2 separate regions of the Mus musculus genome follow, and region 1 is linked to region 2. A link is a contact called in public Hi-C data. All regions are on one chromosome and are shown on one strand. The core of a region is the stretch at or near the end of the contact, and the rest is flanking DNA. Distances in the headings are between cores, read along the strand shown. Region 1 overlaps Frmd4a (FERM domain containing 4A). Region 2 has its middle 26 kb from the start of 1700080N15Rik.

Region 1 (4,913 bases), core at 1,589-4,088, 96 kb before region 2:
TTCATGCACCCAATGTCACTGGCTGCCATGGGATCATCCCAGATCTTTGTGGGTTGTGTACTTTGCTCACTTTCTGCCTTTCTGAAAAGGTGGACTACTTGGCAATTTGCCCACCACGGCCATCTTTAGCAGTTCACTGTTCATGTTTCGTCCCAATCTCTTATCTTCTCTCCTTGTTTTACCTGGCTGGGGATGCTATCCCTCAGAGCCACCCCGCCCCCGAGACATAAAGGACTCTGTGCAAGGCAGTCACTGCTCCACCACCGAGTCACAAGGCAGTCACTGCTCCACCACCGAGTCACACCAGCTCACTGTCTCCATTGCGATGAGAAGGCTCCTCCAGGCTTGCAGGATCAGCTTCCTTAGCCTGTGAGTATGGGTACAGTTTCTAGACTGAGGAGCAATCATGGAATCAAAAACTGCTGTTGAATGAAAGCATCTCAGAGGACAAGATAGTCCATGTGAGGAAATAGGGAGACCAACATCGTAGGAAAGCCAGGGAGGGGGATGGGCAGTTCCCTGCTCTCCTCCATTGTCATCTGCCCAGCACATCATCTCTAGTTTGCTTTGTTGTGTCATGAAAACCACAAAGAAAATGACAGCATTGCAAAGAAAGGAGAGAGAGAGAGAGAGAGAGAGAGAGAGATTTAAAAAAAAAAACCACCAATGTTAAAAGGAAAGAAAACAGAAACGGCTCTTTCTTGGAGAGGAGTATCTCATTAAGTTGCCCAGGGTGGCATGGAAGTTACTATGTCAACAAAATTTGCAAGGTTCTTTGTTTTTTGACTCGACATGAGAATGCAGAAATAAAACACTTTGGATAACTGAAGTGCATATCTATTTTGTTGTTGTTGTTGTTGTTGTTGTTGTTGTTGGTGGTGGTGGTGGTGGTGGTGTGTGTGTTGAGACAGGGTCTTGCTAGTTTTTTTTTTTTTTTTTGTAAAGCAAATTGTGACTCTGCAGAGATGTCTCAGTGGGTATGACCTTTCGCTGTTCAAGCACGAGGGCCTGAGATCAGACCCCAGAACCTGTTAAAAACAAAGACTTGCCATGCTTACTTGTAACCCCACACTGGAAAGCAGAGACAGGAGGATTTCTGGGGTTTGCTGGCCAGCAGCCTAGCTCCAGGTTCATTGAGAGACCCTATAGGGGAAAGAGTGTGTTCTAGTTTGATATCTGTTGCTGAAACAGAACATGCTGGGGAGGAAAGGGTTTATTTCCTGCCATCACTCCATCACTGAAGGAAGTTAGGGCAGAACTCAAGGAAGGAGCCTTAAGGCAGGAACTGAAGCAGAGACCACGGGGGAATGCTGTTTACTGGCTTGCTAGTGAGTTTATGCTCAGCCTGTTTTCTAATACAGCCCAGGACTCTCTTCCTAACACTATTTGCAACTACAGTAGGCCAGGCCCTCTTACAACAGTTAGCAATCAAGAAAATGTTCTCTAGACATTCCCTAGGCCAATATGGTGGAGGAAATTCCTCCTTCTTCCTAGGCAAGTCAAAATGACAACCAAGCTTTGCTCACAGAGTGACAGTGACAGAAAAAGAAACCTCTTTTCTCCACATTCCTTTGACAGACGTATAACTACACACACACACACACACACACACACACACACACACACACACACACCCTTTGTTTCCCGGTCTGCACCCCCCACATGAAGAAGCTGCCACCACACACTGTCACTACTGTTGATGGAGATGCTTCTGTTGCCATGCCTTCACCTCCACAAAGAACCAACGTCCCCCTGCAGCTGTGCGCCTTTCCCCCTGTTCCATGCTTCTGATGGCTGTTTTGGTTCAGCGATGAGAAAGTCATGGACGTAAGAATGTAAGATTCTTTTCCCTTACACAGGCAGTCGTCTACTCTGGAGTCATTGCTAAGCCTGAATCATGATGACTGGCTCTGCTCTGCAGAGTACAGAAGTCTTTTGACACTGAATTTTAATGAAATCAACCCATTAATTAATTATGGATTAATTAATTCATCCATGCAAAGAACATTCTCAGTACAAGACATGTTTATTGAGCATATCTACCACAGGCAAAATATGTCAAGTATGGAAAGGAGAACGTGGTTGTAATGATCACGGTGGTAAGACTTCTTAATGTTTTTGAGTTAACTATTCTAATTTTAAATAACAGGAGTTAGGCACCATGGCACATCCTTATAAATTCAGCACTCAGGAAGAGGCAAGAGGCTCGTGGATTGGAGGTCAGCTCCATATAAAGTTCTAGGCAGGTCTAGATTACCCAGTGAGACCCTGCCTCTGAAATCCAAAGAAAATTCAACATGGAGAGGGTATATGACTAATTGGCAAATAGATGACAACAAATTAAGCTGTAAGAGCTCTGAAGAGAAAAGACATCCCATGGGGCAGGAAGAGGAAGTGAAGAGGAAAGACCTCCTATGGGGCAGGAAGAGGAAGTGAAGAGGAAAGACATCCCATGGGGCAGGAAGAGGCAGTGAAGAGGAAAGACATCCCATGGGGCAGGAAGAGGCAGTGAAGAGGAAAGACATCCCATGGGGCAGGAAGAGGAAGTAGAATCACCCATGGCTCTGATTCATGCAGATGCTCTGTGATTCTGGAATAGAGGAAGGCAGAGAAATGTAGAGACTCCTAGCCTCAGGCGGTTAGAAGAAATTCTATGTGTTGGGCAAAGCTTATGGCTAAGTGCAGAAATATTGAGTCTGGCTGGTCAGGAGGATAGGACTGGAGGGAAGGGGGCCCCACAGAAAGTCAGCCACACGAGAGCCCAGCAAGGAGAGCCTGGGGCTGTCAAGTCTGCTCTGGAAGGAAATCTGCTCAGTAATTAGGAGCTGTGAAGATCAGCGAGCTGGAGAAAACATGATTAATGTGACATTTTCGGAGAGCGAATCTGGCAGGTGTGTGCATTTGGTCAGCACAGAGATGAGGGAGTGGAGGATGGTGAGAGCCGTCTGTGGTGGTCTAGAGTGGCCACATTTACACTTTATGATAATTAAAGAAGGAATGAGCTTCTTCGAGGGAACAATAGGTCCACGGGGACCTCACCATCTTCACATTAACCTCGGCTTATGGGAAGCAAATTACCGCACTCAATTTCTTTCCAAATTCAAAATAAAGGCTTGTCTGATGCTTCTACCTCCTTCCTTGTTCATTGAGTGTAACTGTTACAGTTATGGAGATAGACAGAAGCTATAAAACGTGACTCTAGCTAAGTGTGTTCTAATTGTGAAACTCAGAGTGGTTGGCCACAAATGACTGTACTGGGTCCAGGAGCAGCTTGTAAATCTAGTGTGTTTTTTTAACTTTATTCTCTTGTTTTATTCTGGGAAGGGTATTATGATACACCTCAGATTGGCCTCAAACATGCTCTCCTCCTCCCTGCCTTTCCTGTGCTGGGATTACAGTTGTATGCTTCCATATCTGGATTCTCTGATCCCTTTTTTATGGCATATATATATATTGTCATAGATTCAAGTTTTATCTTGAAACAAATCTAGAGTCACCTGAGAAGAGGTAATCTCATCTGAAGAACTGCCTGGATCAGACTGGACTATGGCGATGTCTGTGAACAGTTTTTAGTTGCTTTTTGAAGTACAAGTACACAGCCCATTCTGAGTAATACCATCCCTAGGCTGGTGGGCCTGGGTCATATAAGGAAGGTAGCAGGGGGAACTAGAGAACAAGCCAGTAAGCAGCATTCTCCTTGGTTTTTGCCCCGTTTCCAGCTTGAGTTCTCTTAATGATGGACTTTAGCTTGCAGGACAAAATAAAACCTCTCCCCACTCAGTTGCCTTTGCCATGGTGTTTATTACAGTAACAGAAAGCAAACTAGGTAGGTAGAGCTCAATTAATTCTGGGTAGTGTATCAATTTTCATTTTACCACTATTAATATATTTTAAAAGTTTTAAATACAAGTATATATAAGGCTTATTTAAAAGAATTATTCAGTGATTGTTTTTGTTTTTGAGTTATGCTAAACAAAGAATAGTGAGACTCCAATTAGAAATGTATGTATATATGATTGCTATTGTTTTCTCCACCACCTCCTCCTCTTCTTCCACCTTTTCCTCTTTGTTTTTATTTTTCCTTCTTCAACACATTGCTGTTATTGAATAAAACATTCTTATCATTCATATCTCATCCAGATAATTAGGGAATGGCTTTTCTCAGCTTCCAGGTAGGGTAAGGCCAAGGCCATTGCTCTGCATCCAACTTATTCTAACATCAGGGTGCTGAGCACTCTTGTAGGTGGCCAATGCTATAACCTCAGTAGTATCTTTAGAGCAAATCCATACTTGAATACAGCTTTCTTTAGAAGTTCTGTTTCTTCCTAAGACTGATATTTAGCTCAGTGGTGCAGTGTTTACCTAGAAAGTGCAAGGCCCTGGCTTTGGTCTTCAGCAACAGGGAGGTGGGAGAAGCAAAAATTTAAAAAGTCACAGTCATTGTTTCCCATTTGATGCTCCAGCAAAGATGAAAGAAAATGGCTTGGGCAAGCTTCTCATACACATATGTGTATCACTTACCCACTCCTGTTTACAGTTTCCTATGGGCTCTCTTCTCTCTGGAGGATCTATGGCCTATACGTTAGGCCCATCCTGGTTCTGAGATGGGAGAAGGACTTTAAGAATAACTAAGTTTTGAGTGTGCTTTGATTCTGGAACTCATAGTTGCCTCACTTGGGTAAGTGAGGTCTGTGCAGACAACCTGACTTTACTCCCTAGAGCTGTTTGGTGGCTTGCTCCTCATGGTTTGCACAGTCTGCTTCTTTGGAAGATAAGCCACCACCAGAGGACTAGCCTAAGCTTGTTTTCATATACAATTCATGCCCACCTGCTTGGAGGTGGTACTTTCCAAAGTGGGCTTGCCACCCCCATGAAGAGGGGTGGTGCTGATGCTAAGGTCCTGTTCCCCAATT
Region 2 (5,641 bases), core at 3,040-5,539:
TGGAGAAAGTGAAAGAGCTCTATCTACCATTTTGTCTATATAAATCCTCCTTTCAGCTAATGTGCCCCCCTCCCTAGGCAGTGGTCACAATCTATGGGAGTGGCACCTCCTAAAGATGAACAGTGCCCAGTCTGCATGTTCAACATGGAGGTCCTGAATGTGGTCCTTCAAAGTCCTTCTCACATCACACATCTGGGTAGTAACAGTCCACACAGCACCAACTTGCCCAGGGCTCCTCTCTTAACAAGCCAGATGAGTTCAGACAAACATTTTCCTAACATTTCTGACTTTTGTTTTGTCTTTGGAAAATAGAAGAGCGAGACCAGATTGTTCCTAAGGGGCTTGGGATTCTAAAACTCATTTGAACTCAAAGCATGCATGGGGAATCAGAGTATGTGGTAGAACCAATCTTGGTCTGTTTATAACAGTCTCTTCCATAAACACTAACTGTATCCCAGGTGAATTATACTCAACTCTTCAGAGGAAATTCCCAATGACCCGAAGGCCTCTCCCTAGACTCCACCTTTGGAAGGTCCCACCACTTCTTAACATCACCATGTGGGTGACCAAGCTTACAGGTCATGAACCCTTGAGGCCCACTCTATCTTGTATGTGGCATGTTTTCTGTGTGCCTCAAAATATACAGTCATGATATCGCATGCACAAACCAAAACCTATAGCATTCTGACAAGAGGAAGGAAACCAACTGTGATCTTTTAAAATGTGCTTTGTGCAATATCTAATTATAAACACAGACCTACAAAGCAATAGCTTCTCTGATAAGATACTCTTGAATTTAATAATATATATATATATAAATTACACCAGTAAAACTAACAGGTACATAAAAAAAATCACATTTTTTCCATTTTCCAACTTATCGCCAAAAACCTTAGAGCAAGCATGATGGACTGAACCATTTAGTTTAGATTTCAGACAAAATGTGAAATTTAAAACGAGATTTCTCAGTGGGTAGGAGTGCTTGCTCGACAAGCATGGGGACCTGAGTTCAAATCCCCAGCACCCATATAAAAAGCTGTGCATGGTTGAACATGCCTATAACCCCGGCACTGCTGAGAATGGAGTTGGGGATGGGGGTGGGGTATCTGGGATTTACTGGTCGCCAGGCTAGCTCTGGGTTCAATGACAGATGCTGCCTCAAAGGCAAAAGCCAAGAATGATAGAACTGGACATCTGACATCCTCTTCTTTGGCTTCCTCACAGGTATGTGTGCATATGAACACATATGTGGACTCACACACACACATACATGTACGCATGACACACACACACACACACACACACACACACACACACACACACACACCAACGTTACTCTGTTGAAACGTCATAACAACAGCCAATTAAACAGAAGGTAGATTTCATCAACTCCAGAAGCCACTGTCTTGACATTAATGGAAAAGTCAGAAAATAAATGTTTTCCTGGGAGTTCAAAAGTTATTTTAGATTCCATGTGTACACTTTAATGAAAAACAAGCCAGGCCTTCAATCATTAAAACCATCAATATGTACTGTTCAGGGCTGAAAGGACTAAGAATTTCTATGCTGTCTGCTACTTAAATTGCAGGGCATTGTTAAGTTAATTTATCATCAGAATATGATCATTAGGGCCACAGACTACCGAGTCTTTGTGAAAGCATTAAAAAAATGACTTTCTCTGTCTCTCTCTTTTGAACTGTAATTTTTTAGCTTCATAACCTAAAAGTAAGAAAGTGAATTTTTAGTTTGGGATCTTCTTTCTCTGAGAGAGAAAAAGTATAAAGCTAATGAAAGATTAAAAGCACATGCAATACAACTGCGCATAATCACAGAGTTCCCCACAGAGTACGATAGCAGGGTGCAGTTTTCTCCTACTCGTGTGGGAAGCTTTTCTTAGGGCTTCTATTTGCAGATCTTGAATAAAGCTTAAAAGAATATTGCAAATATGGGAGTGGAGGTGGGAATTAACTGTGCAGTCAGGCGACTCAGCAAGTTTTACCCCCAAACAATGGAAGCCTGCTGCAAAATGCATCATTTCACCCTCCAGCCTGGTGTGAGGGTCCGAATAGGAATGGCCCCATAGACTCATGTAGTTGAATCCTTGGCCTTAGGGAGTGGCTCTATTAGGAGATGTAGCCTTGTTGGAGGAAGTGTGTGACGGTGGAGGTGGGCTTTGAGGTCTAATATGCACAAGCTCTACCCACTACCTTCTGATCAAGATGTTAAGAACTATCAGCTACTCTCCAGCAGTATGTCTGCCTGCACACCTTCATGATCCATTCCCTCTGTGATGGTCGTGGACTGAACCTCTGACACTGTAAGCCAGCCCCAGTTAGATGTTTTCCTTTAGAAGACTTGCAGTGATCATGGTGTCTCTTCAAGGCAACAAGACCCTAAGACTGATGGACACAATGCTTTGACTTGTTTTCCTCTTGAAAATTCTATGATCTCACATTTCAACTCCATTAGAAAGTTCACAGGCGATGACAATGGTGCCTACCCAGGTGTCCACCAAGATTTGGGCACAGGGGACACATGTGCATACACAGGCCCACAGTTGGGAAGCATGAAAGTGAAGCTGACATGTCATCAAATGTGCTGTCCTTTGGATGGGAGGTGACTTACCTCTTCTGGACTGAGTCAGGACTCTGGGGAGAACTAGAGCCAGGACTTGTCCTAAATGGGTATGGGATGACTTCTTCCTGGGTACATAGGTTGTGGGAGAAGAGCCAAACATGGGGCTTTAGTGAAAATAGAAGCCTAGTTTCACTGCCTCAAAGACTGTGGAGACAGAAGACTGGGGGTCAGGTGAGATACCTCATGGCAGATCCTGGGTGGGGCTGTACTCTTCCTACAGCCTTTCAGAGCTAACCCTCCATGGTGTGATCTGGGGAAGACTCAACACTGTTCTTTTCCTCTTGGGTGTTATTAGTACACTTTAAGTATTAATATTTTGCTAATACATATTAACGGGATGCTGCGTGCATATTATATGTATTGATCATGTCCAACCGTCGTTCTTGCTCTGCATCCTTTCCAGTTCTTAGTAATCAGTGTTCTATTTGCAGGCCAGCTTGTTGTGACTTCATGTGCAAGAGAGCCCATGCAGCTGTGTTTCTGGATTATTTTACTTACACAAAGACCTTTAGTTTCCTCCAGTGTCAGAATATGCTTTCTTCCTCCTCATGGATGAATAACACCCCCTGCCCTCTCTATGTTCTCTCCCTCTCCATGATGTGTGTGTATGTGTGTGAGTGTATGTTATGTGTGTGTGTGATATGTGTGTGTTAAGTGTTTGTGTGAATGTGTCATATGTATGTGGTGTGTGTGTGTGTGTGTGTGTGTGATGCATTCTTTATCCATTCATCTGTGAATCTATACTCAGAAACAAATCCAGAAATGGAATGGCTGAATCATACAACACTTCTGTGTTCAGTTTTCTGAGGAAATGGTATTTTGTTTTCCATCATAACTAAACTAATTTCACTGTTTTCTTTAAAACTGGATTGGTATACTTATATCTGCATCATCTTTTCTTTTCTTTCTTTTTCCTTTTTTAAAAGATTTCTTTATTTATTATATGTAAGTTCACTGTAGCTATCTTCAGACACCCCAGAATAGGGCACCAAATGGTTGTGAGCGACCATGCGGTTGCTGGGATTTGAACTCAGGACCTTCAGAAGAGTAGTCAGTGCTCTTAACCACTGAGCCATCTCTCCAGTCCATCATCTTTTAATAGTAGAGAAAATCCAAGCACATCTGTACTTGTTATTTCAAATTCAAAAGGAATTCTCATGCCAATGATTTTATGTCCGAACCCATCAGTGTTACTACAGGGACTGTGGTTCTGTGTTGAATGTTGAGAAAGTGTTACTTGCTTCCGTAGATAACAGCCTTAAGACTGTTGTCTCTCTTGAAGGATGGTAACTGACTCTGGACGGTTTAGATATCCCTGTCTTCTGTTGAGGAGCACTTGCCCACCAGCACCTGTATGCCATAGGCATCCAATGTCTCAATTCTAGTCCATCAGTGAAGTATGAAATTATTTTAAAATGACATATCTCTCAATATTCAAAAAAGACTCAACCGGCAAGGAAAATTTACATGATGTTAATTATTTTTGGTGCATACAAATTAGCTGTGAAATCATTAGAAACTCCTGTGTGTTTGTGCTCTTTGTTGGCAGAGAAGAATAATTATCAACTAACCTCAGTCAGTCTCTCTTAGCAGAAGGTTTCATTATTCCATGTGAGTGCAGCTTTGAATTCGGAAGCAGAGGTGCTGGCAAGCATAGCTAAGCATGAGCTCACCACTGAGCGAACTTGCCAAAGGTAAGGATAGCTACTCGGGAGGGCTTATAGTTAAGGTCTTCCTTAGAAGGCAGGGAGGAAAAGAGCAAGAGCATGAGCAGGGCACAGTGGGAGACAGACAGAAACACCAGGAATAACAGACAGTATAAATTAACATCATAAAGGATTCAAGTTAAAAGCTACCTCTAAACCATTCAAAGTGTGACGTCATTGCTTACGACCCTTCTCATTGTACTAGGGCCACACCCTTCCTCCCACGATCAGTCATGAATTTAAATAGATGAACTCCACCAGAATAAAAGCTTTGCAAAGAGTAATATTGCTTACATTTTCTTGTGGTACAAGATCTTGGTGACTCAGTGGGTTTTGAAATTAATAAGATGTTAGAGCCACTGGTAAGGGAACTCCCAGTCCCATGAGATGATACCTGCTATGGTCTCCACTTCTGGATGAAGCAGGGAAAACCTCTTAGCGGATCGGCATACTGACCCTTCAGAGTATTGGTGTTTGTTTGTTTGTTTGTTTGTTTGTTTGTTTTTATCGCTATCTCTATAAGAACACTGTCGTAGCCAAGAATTCCCCTATTTCTTCCCCAACACTAGTCAAAGCTAACATCTAGAAAGGGTTGTCCTATGGAAGGCAGTGGATTCCAGTGCCATTAGACCTTAGATACACTCTTTATAGTTTGTGGCTTACAAGAATCCCATATATGCTCCTCCAAGAGGCAACTGTGACTGGAGGGAACAGGCCGATCCTTCAACCTCCCTGTTGCTGAACTCTTCTCCATGACTGTACAGGTAGCTGCAGCATGATTCCCTGCCCCTATACCTCTACACTCCTATTAATTCATTGCTGCTAAAAGTCTAACTGAAATCAATCATCTGCAGAAACAGGCTTTGCCCGGTGTTCCCTCAAATCCCTCCTGTGATAAGATAAATTGGTGCCAGGAGCTCCTCAGAGTCCACAGCTCTGCGGGGAAGAGAAGATTTTACCCATTTAAGAGAGGAGGGGGATGACTCAGATCTGTGCCTCCTCAGTAAAAACAAATAAACTACAACAAAAATGAAAAACGGTACTAATACAGCCCTATTTCTAAAGAATGTCTTAAAATCAACGAATTTTTATTTCTAAACATGGAGCAAGCACCTCTAGAAAGACACCTTCCTCTGAGAGGCCGCCCTGGCACGTGATTGTCTCCTGTGGCCTTTTGTAGTTCTCCTAGAACACTTGACACTAGATGGTCATAATTTTCTCTGTGACAATCTTCCCATGAGATAGGGGTCCTTGGAAAGTCCAACTGAATTGTATTTTCTTTTCACTCCTTCCTTCAA

What was found. A called contact is a pair of places that touch in the nucleus more often than the background predicts.
Region 1: a Hi-C map of cortical neurons shows a contact between it and region 2, with 2.6 times the contacts expected there. The contact joins two enhancer-like sites. A contact is called at or near these places in 3 of 484 Hi-C or Micro-C datasets (cortical neurons and liver).

What each region holds. Positions count from the first base shown.
Region 1 is chr2:4,207,361-4,212,273 of GRCm38.p6, reverse strand. All of the region lies in intron 1 of Frmd4a (FERM domain containing 4A), which reads right to left. Among named protein-coding and RNA genes, the nearest start is that of Gm39752, 38 kb to the left of the region's middle. Within about 2 kb of position 2,838, at least 6 of the 459 cell types and tissues checked have an H3K27ac peak or open chromatin away from gene starts, as enhancers often do. A contact at or near this core is called in cortical neurons, where this site is marked.
Region 2 is chr2:4,112,364-4,118,004 of GRCm38.p6, reverse strand. It overlaps a transcript of Frmd4a not described here. Among named protein-coding and RNA genes, the nearest start is that of 1700080N15Rik, 26 kb to the left of the region's middle. Within about 2 kb of position 4,289, at least 7 of the 459 cell types and tissues checked have an H3K27ac peak or open chromatin away from gene starts, as enhancers often do. A contact at or near this core is called in cortical neurons, where this site is marked.